Linked DNA regions of Xenopus laevis: region 2 is linked to region 1. Evidence: chromatin contacts called from public Hi-C data. All regions are on one chromosome and are shown on one strand. Each heading gives the region's core, a stretch centred on a gene start, on an enhancer-like site or on the middle of the called end of the contact. The rest is flanking DNA. Distances are from core to core; before and after follow the strand shown.

Region 1 (5,130 bases), core at 2,605-5,104:
AATATATAAATTGTTTTAGGTTTTCCAGTTGTTTACAGTATGTAGTCTAACTTTGATTTTGGTTTAGTAAAACCAAAGGATGTGGTTTATATTTTTGAACTTTGGCAGTGAAATAATGCCTTGTATGTTACTTAGCTTCTTTGAATCAACATGGAGATTAAATTTGGAACAGTGACAGTGTTTTAGAGTAATTTAATACAATATACTTTTAGCATGCATTGGTAAATCTGTCTCTCAACATCTATCAAACGAACACTTACAAGAGAAGACAATAATTATGTATGTTACAAACAAAGCCATTAAAAATATCACACCAGTGCAGTTTTCGGCAAATTGCAGCACCAACCCAGTGTCTTAGGTAAGCGATTATAATCACTAGTGGGGGCCTAATTTAAAATTTTCATTTGGGCATTGCAAATAAAAAATCAGGTATAAAAGTTGTTGCCTAAGTGTTTTTACCCATTACAGGGTTCTAAGTGGACTTTCAAAATCAGCAAAGTTTCACTGTTAGCCCTCTGACAAAACCAAGCTACAAACCCAGCAAACTATTACTGGTTCTCACAGAATTTCAGGTTACATGTTGCACAGCAGTAGATGGAGGACTTCAAACCCTAGACGCTCATAAAATGTGTTACAGGTATGGGACCTATTATCCAGAATAATTGGGACCTGGTGTTTTCCATACAGGGATCTTTCCTTAATTTGGATCTCCATATATTAAGTCCCCAAAATTATTTTAAACCTAAATGGAGTGTTTTGCCTCTAATAAGTATTAAAATCTTGGTTTGGATTAAGTACAAGGTACTATTTTATTATTACAGGGAAAAAGAAAATCAATGTTGAATTTCTTAAAGTCTAACTTCCTGTAATTTGGAGCTTTCTGGATAATGGGTTTGCAGAAAATAGATCCAATACCTGCGCTGATATACTAACAGCAATACCATGACATGAGAGATGCCTAATAATGTTCAGTGGATCAAATTGAAATTACAAACTTGTTTAAGAGGAGATTATTGCATACCAGTGCTAAACCATGTAAAATGAGATTTCTGTTAGTGTGACCCATACACACGTCTGATTTTAAAGGAATTTTGCTCCTGTGCCAAAGAATATTTGGTAACATACATAAATGATGTATTACAAGAGATCATGAATACCTTTGCAATATACTAGATCTGTTTATTGAATATTTGCAATGTATATGTGTGTTGTATCCTGGTAACTTTATAACCTCAGACCCAGGTCTACTGTGCTTATCAATCAAATAAAGGGTCAGGAAAAATATCTAATGGCCTATAAAGCATGACATGGAAAGTGCAAGTAAAAATGCTTTTTACAAGAAACCAATACACTTTCATATAAATTAAGTAATCTCAGTTCCCAATATATGTTACAAAAATGCTCTGTCATACAGAAACAGAGTGCATATAATCAACAGCAAATACAATTCATATATAATCTTAGGAGCCCTAGAAAAGGAACTTGCACTGAAACAAATCTAAAATAGGTCTGACCAAACACTTGGATTGGTTACTTGGATTTGTCTGGCTCTGCAAACAAGCCCTTGACTGGCTCCATACATATTTCATTAGACTTTTGAATTAGTCAAATGAATTAATTTCAATTAAAGGAAAGATTTTCAAATAAAAACATCACCGTTTTATTTAATCATGGCAAATACTGCAATAGCCCTTTTTAACCTCACTGAGGTATCATACTACTAAAACAGAAGTCGGGTATTTTAGGGAGAAGCAGAAGAATTGCATAATCCTTCTCATACCTTATTCAAATATAAATTCCTTTTTGTCCCTTGGTCTGCAATAATCTCGCAGAAATATCAGCTGCTTAATTCTTCCAACTAGAAGAGCTGTACAAAATTACAAATCGTCATGATTGAAAAAGGGCTTTGTCCCCTTTTAAAAGGAAATGAAAACGCACACTCAATCTGTTCAACAAGATAATATATTTTATTAATATTCCAACAGTAAAATTATGATGACAGATTTTCCCGTTTAAACTCTCCATGGGACTATTCACAAAGCCAGAGTTTCGGGAATCACTGAGCAATATATTATGTATGTTATAAAATAATCTTTCACACAGGAGCGAGTTGTATTAAGAAACAGTTGTCTTTCATTTTTATACAGCTTTAAAACATCAGTTATCAATGCACATTGCAAGGAGAGCCTGTTGGGTCACTATCACTGTGTTGTTCAGTTTTTGAGAATGACTGTAATCTGAAGATAGGGCCCCATATAAAATATTTTCAATATAACTTTTTCCATAGGGCTATTCTACTATGCAGGAATGTTATGTTAGGAAAATTCTGAACTTCCAAAGTTATGCATGGCTAGTCTAAGGGCAAGGTCACACATGGCGTTTTTATATTGCGTTTTTAAAAACGTACAACCGAGCGTAAATACACACAAAATGAAGACCTGTTGAAAATAATGGAATAGGCACTATAGCAATTTCCACAGGGCGCTTGCGAGCCAACATCTGCCACAAGACACCAGTATTCGCGTTTCTTTAGCAGAAACGCCAATACGCCAAATAAAAGGTCATATTATTGAAATCTATGGGATCTGCAGGCTTGGAAATACACTTGGCAATAAGCTGCGTATTTTCAACATGGCAGCCAAACTCTCACGAGTTGGATTTACGTGTTTTCCACTTGGCTTTTTTTTTTTTCACAAAAGTTTACTAAAATTCTTCTGTCTTCTGCTATCCCTGGCAGTAACTGTGGAGGGGATTTAGGGCGGGCAATTTAAGCAGCATTAGGAGATTTTTGGGCCTCAATTTTAGGTTAATAATAAATATTTTACAATGCATTTTCCCAAACTTGATCTACAGCCATCAAATAAAAGTTTGTTTCACATTGTAACAGGTGATGAGCAAGTTTAGTAAAAGACTTAATGAATGCAATTAAAGGGCATGTACACCCCAAAATAAGAATCTGGTATAATTAAAATAAAATGTAAAGACTTTCCAATATAAAAATTTGACATGGCTTAAAAGTTATTTGTTAATATAACTGCTATTGACAGCAGTATCTGTCTGTTCCTTACTATTTTATGCCCTGGTGGATGTGACTCTTTATCCAATACCAGTGGCCTATGATGCAAAGACTGACTTCCACTGGTTCAGACACTGTTTCAAGAGTCAGGACCTGCAGTGCAGGAAGCAAAAGAAAAATTCTATTGAAAATGCATTTACAAATAACTTTAAAACCTGAAATGCTGAATTGGATGATATATATATATATATATATATATATATATATATATATTCCATTTTCTTTCACCAAGCATTTTACTTGTGGTTTTTTTTTTCCTTTAACTTATCAATGAGTAACAGTGTAGAAAAGACAGAGCTGCCTGCTACTGGTACAAACAAAGCTAGTTTTGGATCGAAGTGTTTGATAATTCATATTTTCAGAATGCCTATCACTGTAGCAGCCTGGAACAAGCTCCCAGCAATGCCGGACAGTACCTTTATCTAAGAAATCAGTCACTTTACACACAGAGGGATCCGCTGACGTTCTGGACTCCGCACACGGCGAGTTTATCATCGCCTTGTCACCCCCTTTACTCTTCCTTTTAGACGAGGACATGGTTCTACAGCCAGTGAAGCCGGGCTCATGTGCACAGCTCTCAAACCAAAACGCGTGTTCTAGCCGCTACGTAACAACTTCCGGGTCAGCCTGCGCACCTACGCGACGCCACTCGTAAACACTCGATTAGAAGAGCAATTAGTTGACAGTTCTTTAACACTAAGCCAATATAAAGGTGTCATTTAGAAAAGTTACGGTAGAGGCGATACTGTCCTAGTCTCCCTTTCTATTGGCTAGTGAGATTTAGCTGTGGCAGCCATACTAGATTCTGGCAAACACGGGAGTTTAGAAAGTTGAAGAACTTTTCGTTCTAATGTGGTCGATGGAAATGATCACATGCGGCGCCCCAGTTGTACTGCTGTTCTCAGCACTGCAATTTTTCGTATTTCTGGGCTTTATGGGATGCTTCGCTAAGGGCTGAATTTCTTCCAGACTACCCATAACAATCATGGCGTCGTGTACTTTGCTATTGGCTTGTTTGTAATTAACTTGTGTAACTCGGTGTCCCTGAAAGATGCAGCGTCTATGCGTTCGGTTCCTCTGTGGGTTTAGAGTGCGGCATTTTTGCTCGCAGCCCGGTCTCTCTTGGCCCAATATAGAGCTACGGGGCAAGGTAGACAAGTTCGGGGGAGTAACAGTGCGGCTGGAGCCCTCACACAATTTAGGGGAAGCAGTTTTCGAGACATGGTTACACGGCAAGTGGCACCTCCATGGGAATGTACTGTCTGCTTGCGATTTATACAACTAGATCATTACAGCTGTACTTGTATGCAGTGCTTTTAATTAACAGTACTTATAGGCGGGGCAAACATTTACAATAATTATAAAGTTACAATAGTAAAGTGACTGATGGGCAAGGACAATCTAGGTGCCTAAATATAACCTGTCCTCCCCTGCACCCCCGGCTTTGCATAACATCCTTGTGTTTTGGGGGCTAGTTCTGACTTTCACTAAACCAGTATATGTTTTATAAATTAAATTCACAATTTGTCTCTTCCCCCCCCCCCCATTACACTGTTAAATTTGGATACAAGTATATTTTGACTCCCTCAAACTTTATTTTTCTCAAGAAAACCTTTGCCATACAAAGTTGTGGGACCCCTACCTGCCCAGCCAATCTGCATAAACTTTGCTTCTTTAATGAGACTCCTGGGGCTTCTCAACCTGTCCCCCAATAGTCCTACTCAAGTTGTAAATCACCGATACATAAAATAACTAACAACATCTGACTATTCTGTCTCTCCAGTCCAAATCAGCACCATATTGACCTGTGTATGAAGCCTGTCCAACTAATATCTGCCTTAAATAAACAGGAACCCATCAGACGGGTTAGAAAATACAGAGATCAACATTAGCATGTTGATGCATTCCTCTCCTGACAGGTATCCCCAGGCTCCTATTCATATCATAAATGGGACTCCATTATTATGTGAAAATTGTCCCAGGGGCCGCATAATCAAATCATCCTGATGTGGATTCATAACTAGGGTTGCCACCTTTTCTGGAAAAAATACCGG
Region 2 (5,142 bases), core at 1,053-3,552, 65 kb after region 1:
CCCTTCCCACCCCTAAATTGCATATGCAAATTCAGATTCGGTATTCGGCCAAATCTTTTGCAAAGGATTCGGGGGTTCGGCTGAATCCAAAATAGTGGATTCGGTGCATCCCTGATATATATATATATATATATATATATATATATATATATATATATATATATATATATATTAATTACACAGGAGCCATGCAGTAAATGGCCTTTAGCCTTGTGCTTTTTATATGGTCATGGACTTATAATATCCTTATATTTTATAATATCCTCATATTTTAAACAGGGGGTGTTTTATTCACTATATTTATAATATATTCCTACCACAATCTGGCCAAACACTTGTCTTGCATTCCTCAAATTGAATTGCCAAAACACAGCTATAACTCACCTCTTAGGAATGAGGTTCTTTTTGTGACCTCACTGGACTGTCTGTACACAGTTTATATCCATGATTTCAGTTAGTCACGCCATCTGTGTAGGCCCAATATCACCGACAATGACACAAAGGACTGGGAGTAATCACATTACATCACATAATCTTTTTGTTAACTCAAACAGAACTCAAATAGAACTCAAATAGAACTGGAGGATTCAGCTTTCAATATACTGTATTTAAAGGGATCTGTCATGATTTGTATGATGTAGTTTTTGTTTCTAAATTACACTGTTTATACTGCAAATAATTCACTCTACAATATAAAATCCCATTCCTGAACCAGCAAGTGTATATTTTTTTTTAGTTGTTATATTGGTGTGTAGGTCATGTGTTTTCAGAAAGAGCTAGCACTTTACGATGAAACTGCTTTCTGGCAGGCTGTTGTTTCTCCTACTCAATGTAACTAAATGTGTTACAGTGGGACCTGGATTTTACTACTGAGTGATGTTCTTCGATCTACAAGGCAGCTGTTATCTTGTGTTAGGGAGCTGCTATCTGGTTACTGTCCCATTGTTCTGTTGTTAGGCTGCTGGGGAGGGAAAGGGAGGGGTGATATCACTCCAACTTGCAGTACAGCAGTAAACAGTGACTGAGGGGCAGCTGGGAAACTGACAATATGTCTAGCCCAATGTCAGATTTCACCATTAAATATAAAAAAAAGTTTGCTGTTTTGAGAAACAGATTTCAGTGCATAATTCTGTTGGAGCCGCACTATTAACTGATGTGTTTTAAAAAAAATAAATACATTTTTCCCATGACAGTATACCTTTAACAAAAACGTAACAAAAATGTATCAGTTGCTGTACTGAAATCACTAACACATAAATCCCTCTGTCAATTTCAATCAAAAGTCCTCTAAATCCTTGAATGCAATAAAGAGAAAGTATACGTGGACAATTGTTTGCATAATATATGTCTAAAAAATATGCTGAAAGAAGTCTCTAAGAACACCAGAATTTCATCACATAGCACTCACTACTACTGATGTCACAGTGCATGAGTGTAACACTAGGGGGCAGATTTACTTAGGGTCGAATATCAAGGGTTAATTAACTCTCGATATTCGACTGTCGAAGTTAAATCCTTCGACTTCGAAACATTGAGGTTCGGTAGGTTTTACTTGGCGAAGTGGGGGTCGAAGTTTATTTTTAAAGAGACAGTACTTTGACTATCGAATGGTCGAATAGTCGAACGATTTTAAGTTCGAATCGTTCGATTCGAAGTCGTAGTCGAAGGTCGAAGCAGCCAATTCGATGGTCGAAGTAGCCAAAAAAATCATTCGAAATTCGAAGTTTTTTTTATTCTATTCCTTCATTCCTTCATAGGCTACACAAATTACATCTACATAGCCTAAAAAAAGGTAGATTTATCAAACTTTAATCTTATGTGAATTTTTTTTACGCTAATAAATTAGAATATACTCACAACTCGAATGGGAGGTTATTTAAGAAATAAAATCGAACAAATAATATTCAATTGAGTAGTCCCGATCTTAAAATTCAAGTTTTCCCTCCTAAAAAAACCTTGAATGTCAGGAAGGCAATTAACATTGCAATTGACCTCTGCCATTGACTTGTAAATGAACTCCACACAATTAAGCTGCATTTTTCAAGCCACAGCAAAAAAGCAAGAAAATTAATGGCCAAAATAAAAAACACAGTAAAATATACTGATGACAAAGGTGATGTATATATGATATTTTATACAAAGTGGCTCAATCTAACTCACTGCCAACTCATTCTAGGAACAACCTCAAAAGACTGTCTGGCAGACATAAAACAGAATAGCCTTTCAGTAAAGACAAAGACATGCCACAGAAGCAATTAAGTATCGCAAGGACTGGTTTATCTCATACTATAGAGGAATTTGCATATCTCTTCAGACAGATATGTATTCATGCCTGTGGCACAAAGGGGGTTTCGTTTGCAACTGCCACCTGGCAGAAACCAGCAGCAGGCAAAACCTCTGCCAACCTGTTACTTCTCCTGGCAGCAATGAATATAAAGCGCCATACTGGATGCACACAGAGTGGAACAGCTGAATATCCTGGCATTTTAGTGCAAAGGTCCACCCGTCAACACTTCACATCAAAATCTTTTTATTTCATATGGGAGAAAATTATCAATTATAGCAAATACCTGAACAATTAACAATTCTTCTTTTGGCATAGAAATAGGGAGGAAGGAAATGTTTGTTCTGAAACATGTCAAGCATTTTTTTCATGTTTCATTTTTTTTTCATGTTAGTAAATCTGTCCCTCATTGGCATACTGAAAAGCAATGGCACCCCCCTCTCAAGTTAAAACAGCTGCACACACAAAATTTAGAACAGAAGCATCGTATTATTGGATCATCACTGAGGAGTGTGACTGTCTAACAGGAATTCTCATCTGATATCCATGTTCCTTCTCTTAAACTTCATCCTAAATGTATTGATCCTTTTTCCATCCTCAAATCCACATCCCCAAATTTTTGATCCTACAACTTATCCCTAGGTGTGTGCCCAGTGTGTTCCATTTATCCCTTGTTAAACCAGTAGCATCCAATCAATTCTCTTGTAACCAACAGACTCCAGCCCTTGTTTGGTGGACTATTTTGACGTAGACATTTGCAATTCTTTATTCACTGGCAAAGGATTTGGCCCGGAGTATCACCCTTGGGTCAAGCATTCTCATATTCAAGCCGACCAGCTTGTAAAAACCTTCAACAAGAACTTCCCTGTTAAAGCTGGCTGTAAGAGTTCTATGACCCCTGATGGGAGTGGTAAGGTCTTACCTATGCTGTGGAAGCCAGAATGAACTGTAGATAAGAGTACACGTGGAGCTCACCTAGTCTCTTAGTCGGATTTTCCCACGGGGTATCCTGTGCTTGATATCCCAGTTTAGTCACAAACTGTAGAAAATATGAAGGTGTGGGACAAATCCAAGGCAGCAATTTCTTTATTGGGGGTAGAGATACCCCCAATAAAGAGATTATTGCAGTCCAGTTGCTGCCTTGGATTTGTACCACACCTTCATATTTTCTACAGAATGAACTGTAGGTCTTACATGAACTTCCTGGATACACTTGGTTGTTGTTTTCTTGCTGGCATTTTTACCTTTTGCTTGTTTAATTGCTACTTGCCTTGACATCCCACTTTTGCTCAACATAGTGGGGGTCATTTATCAACACTGGACAAATTTGTCCATGGGCAGTAACCCATGGCAACCAATCAGATTGCTGCATTCATTGTACTGCTTGTATTGCAGTCTGACAGCTACTTTGCATACACTGCTGATATTAGAGTGTTTCCTGGTGAGGGAATAACAGTAAATAGCATTTTATAAAGTTTCAACTAATAGAAAAACATGTTTGCTTACAGCATTAGTCAAGAAAGCTTGCCTAAAAAAAAAAAAAAAATCAGGCATAGTAAATCTACCAAATGAAACACTTGTTCATAAGAAATCCTACTGGAAACTTATTTTCTCTCAAATGTTATGGAGTTATTTCCTAAATGACCACTTGTTTTTTTTCTAGAGAACAGTTTCTTATTAAAGTGACCTGAACAGTCGGCCCTTTCACTGCACAATATGTTATTCATTTCAAAGTAGCTGTATCTCCTCTTATTTAAACAAACTGTGTTCCTCAGAATGGATATGTTGTAAAATTAGATGGAGAGTGGCCGCATTGCTGAGTGATGCATGACTTAAAAGTTCTATCAAATTCCTTATTTGCAGTACCACATGTTCACCAGCTAGTGGCTCCATTAGAAAGCGGCAGACAGTTTTGACCAGTATCACTCATATATCACTGTACATTACATTCGGCTTTATACATTGTTTTAAAGTGACACTAACATGTTTCACCTTTTAGAAGGAACTTTTCAGTTTGACTTCATCTACTCCTGCCCCGTCATTTACTTGTGCCGGGCACCATGTGCCTTCTACCCTGTCTTGTTTAGATTTAGGAGCAAGGCAATGATCTGATAGGCTGAATCAATGTAAACAGTGTCTATAGCCAATGTGGTCTTCCCCTACCGCAACCTGAGCTTCGGCAGGCATTCTGGAGTTTGACACAAGCAAGTAATGGAGGGTTGGGGTGGTGTTAGGAGGCAAGGGTTAGGTTAGAAAGAATAAATAGAACTAGGTAGGTTTTTAAAGCGCTACTGGCACATTATGCTTAAATTCTGGAACGTTAGTATTACTTTAATCGGCTACAATGTCAATATGTATGTTTTTCCTTAATTAATTCAGAGGTATATTGTTGCCTCTACTACTGCTATGGTGGTGTGATTTATTGTAATAGTAGGATTCAGCAGGATTCGGACAAATCCAAGCACCTGGCTGAACCAAATCCTTAAAATCATGTGGCTTTTCGACACACAAACCAGGAAGATTCTCTTTGGCCCTTCCTGGCCCAGGAACTACTAGTTCTGTTACTGGAATCCAGTGCATCCCTCCTTACAACAATATTACCAAGGTTTGTAAAATGTAAACTCACAATAACTAGATCTAAAATTTAGGGATATGCCAAATGTTGGATTCAGTTTTGGATTCAGCCTTTTTACAGCAGGATTTGGCCAAATCCAAGTGCCTGGCCAAACCAAATCCAAAACCTTAAAATCATGAGACTTTTCATCACATGAACAACAGTCTGGTTCTTTTAAATCCTTCCTTATGTTAATTTGCATATGCAAATTATTCGGCCTAAGCCGAACCCTTCATAAAAGAAT

What was found. Hi-C and Micro-C count contacts between places; a contact is called where the count stands out from the background.
Region 2: a Hi-C map of the XL177 cell line shows a contact between it and region 1, with 4 times the contacts expected there. The contact joins the enhancer-like site here to the promoter of nudt6.L in region 1. A contact is called at or near these places in 2 of 4 Hi-C or Micro-C datasets (the XL177 cell line and the XTC cell line).

Annotation. Positions count from the first base shown.
Region 1 is chr1L:69,910,873-69,916,002 of Xenopus_laevis_v10.1, forward strand. nudt6.L (nudix hydrolase 6 L homeolog) reads left to right here and starts at 3,855. Exons shown (of 5, transcript NM_001087069.1): 1 at 3,855-4,308. The coding sequence starts at 4,128. It overlaps spata5.L (ATPase family protein 2 homolog), which reads right to left and starts at 3,720. Exons shown (of 16, transcript XM_018251175.2): 1 at 3,493-3,720. The coding sequence starts at 3,613.
Region 2 is chr1L:69,977,094-69,982,235 of Xenopus_laevis_v10.1, forward strand. No RefSeq gene overlaps it. Among protein-coding and RNA genes, the nearest start is that of bbs12.L, 14 kb to the right of the region's middle. Within about 2 kb of position 2,303, at least 1 of the 7 cell types and tissues checked has an H3K27ac peak or open chromatin away from gene starts, as enhancers often do.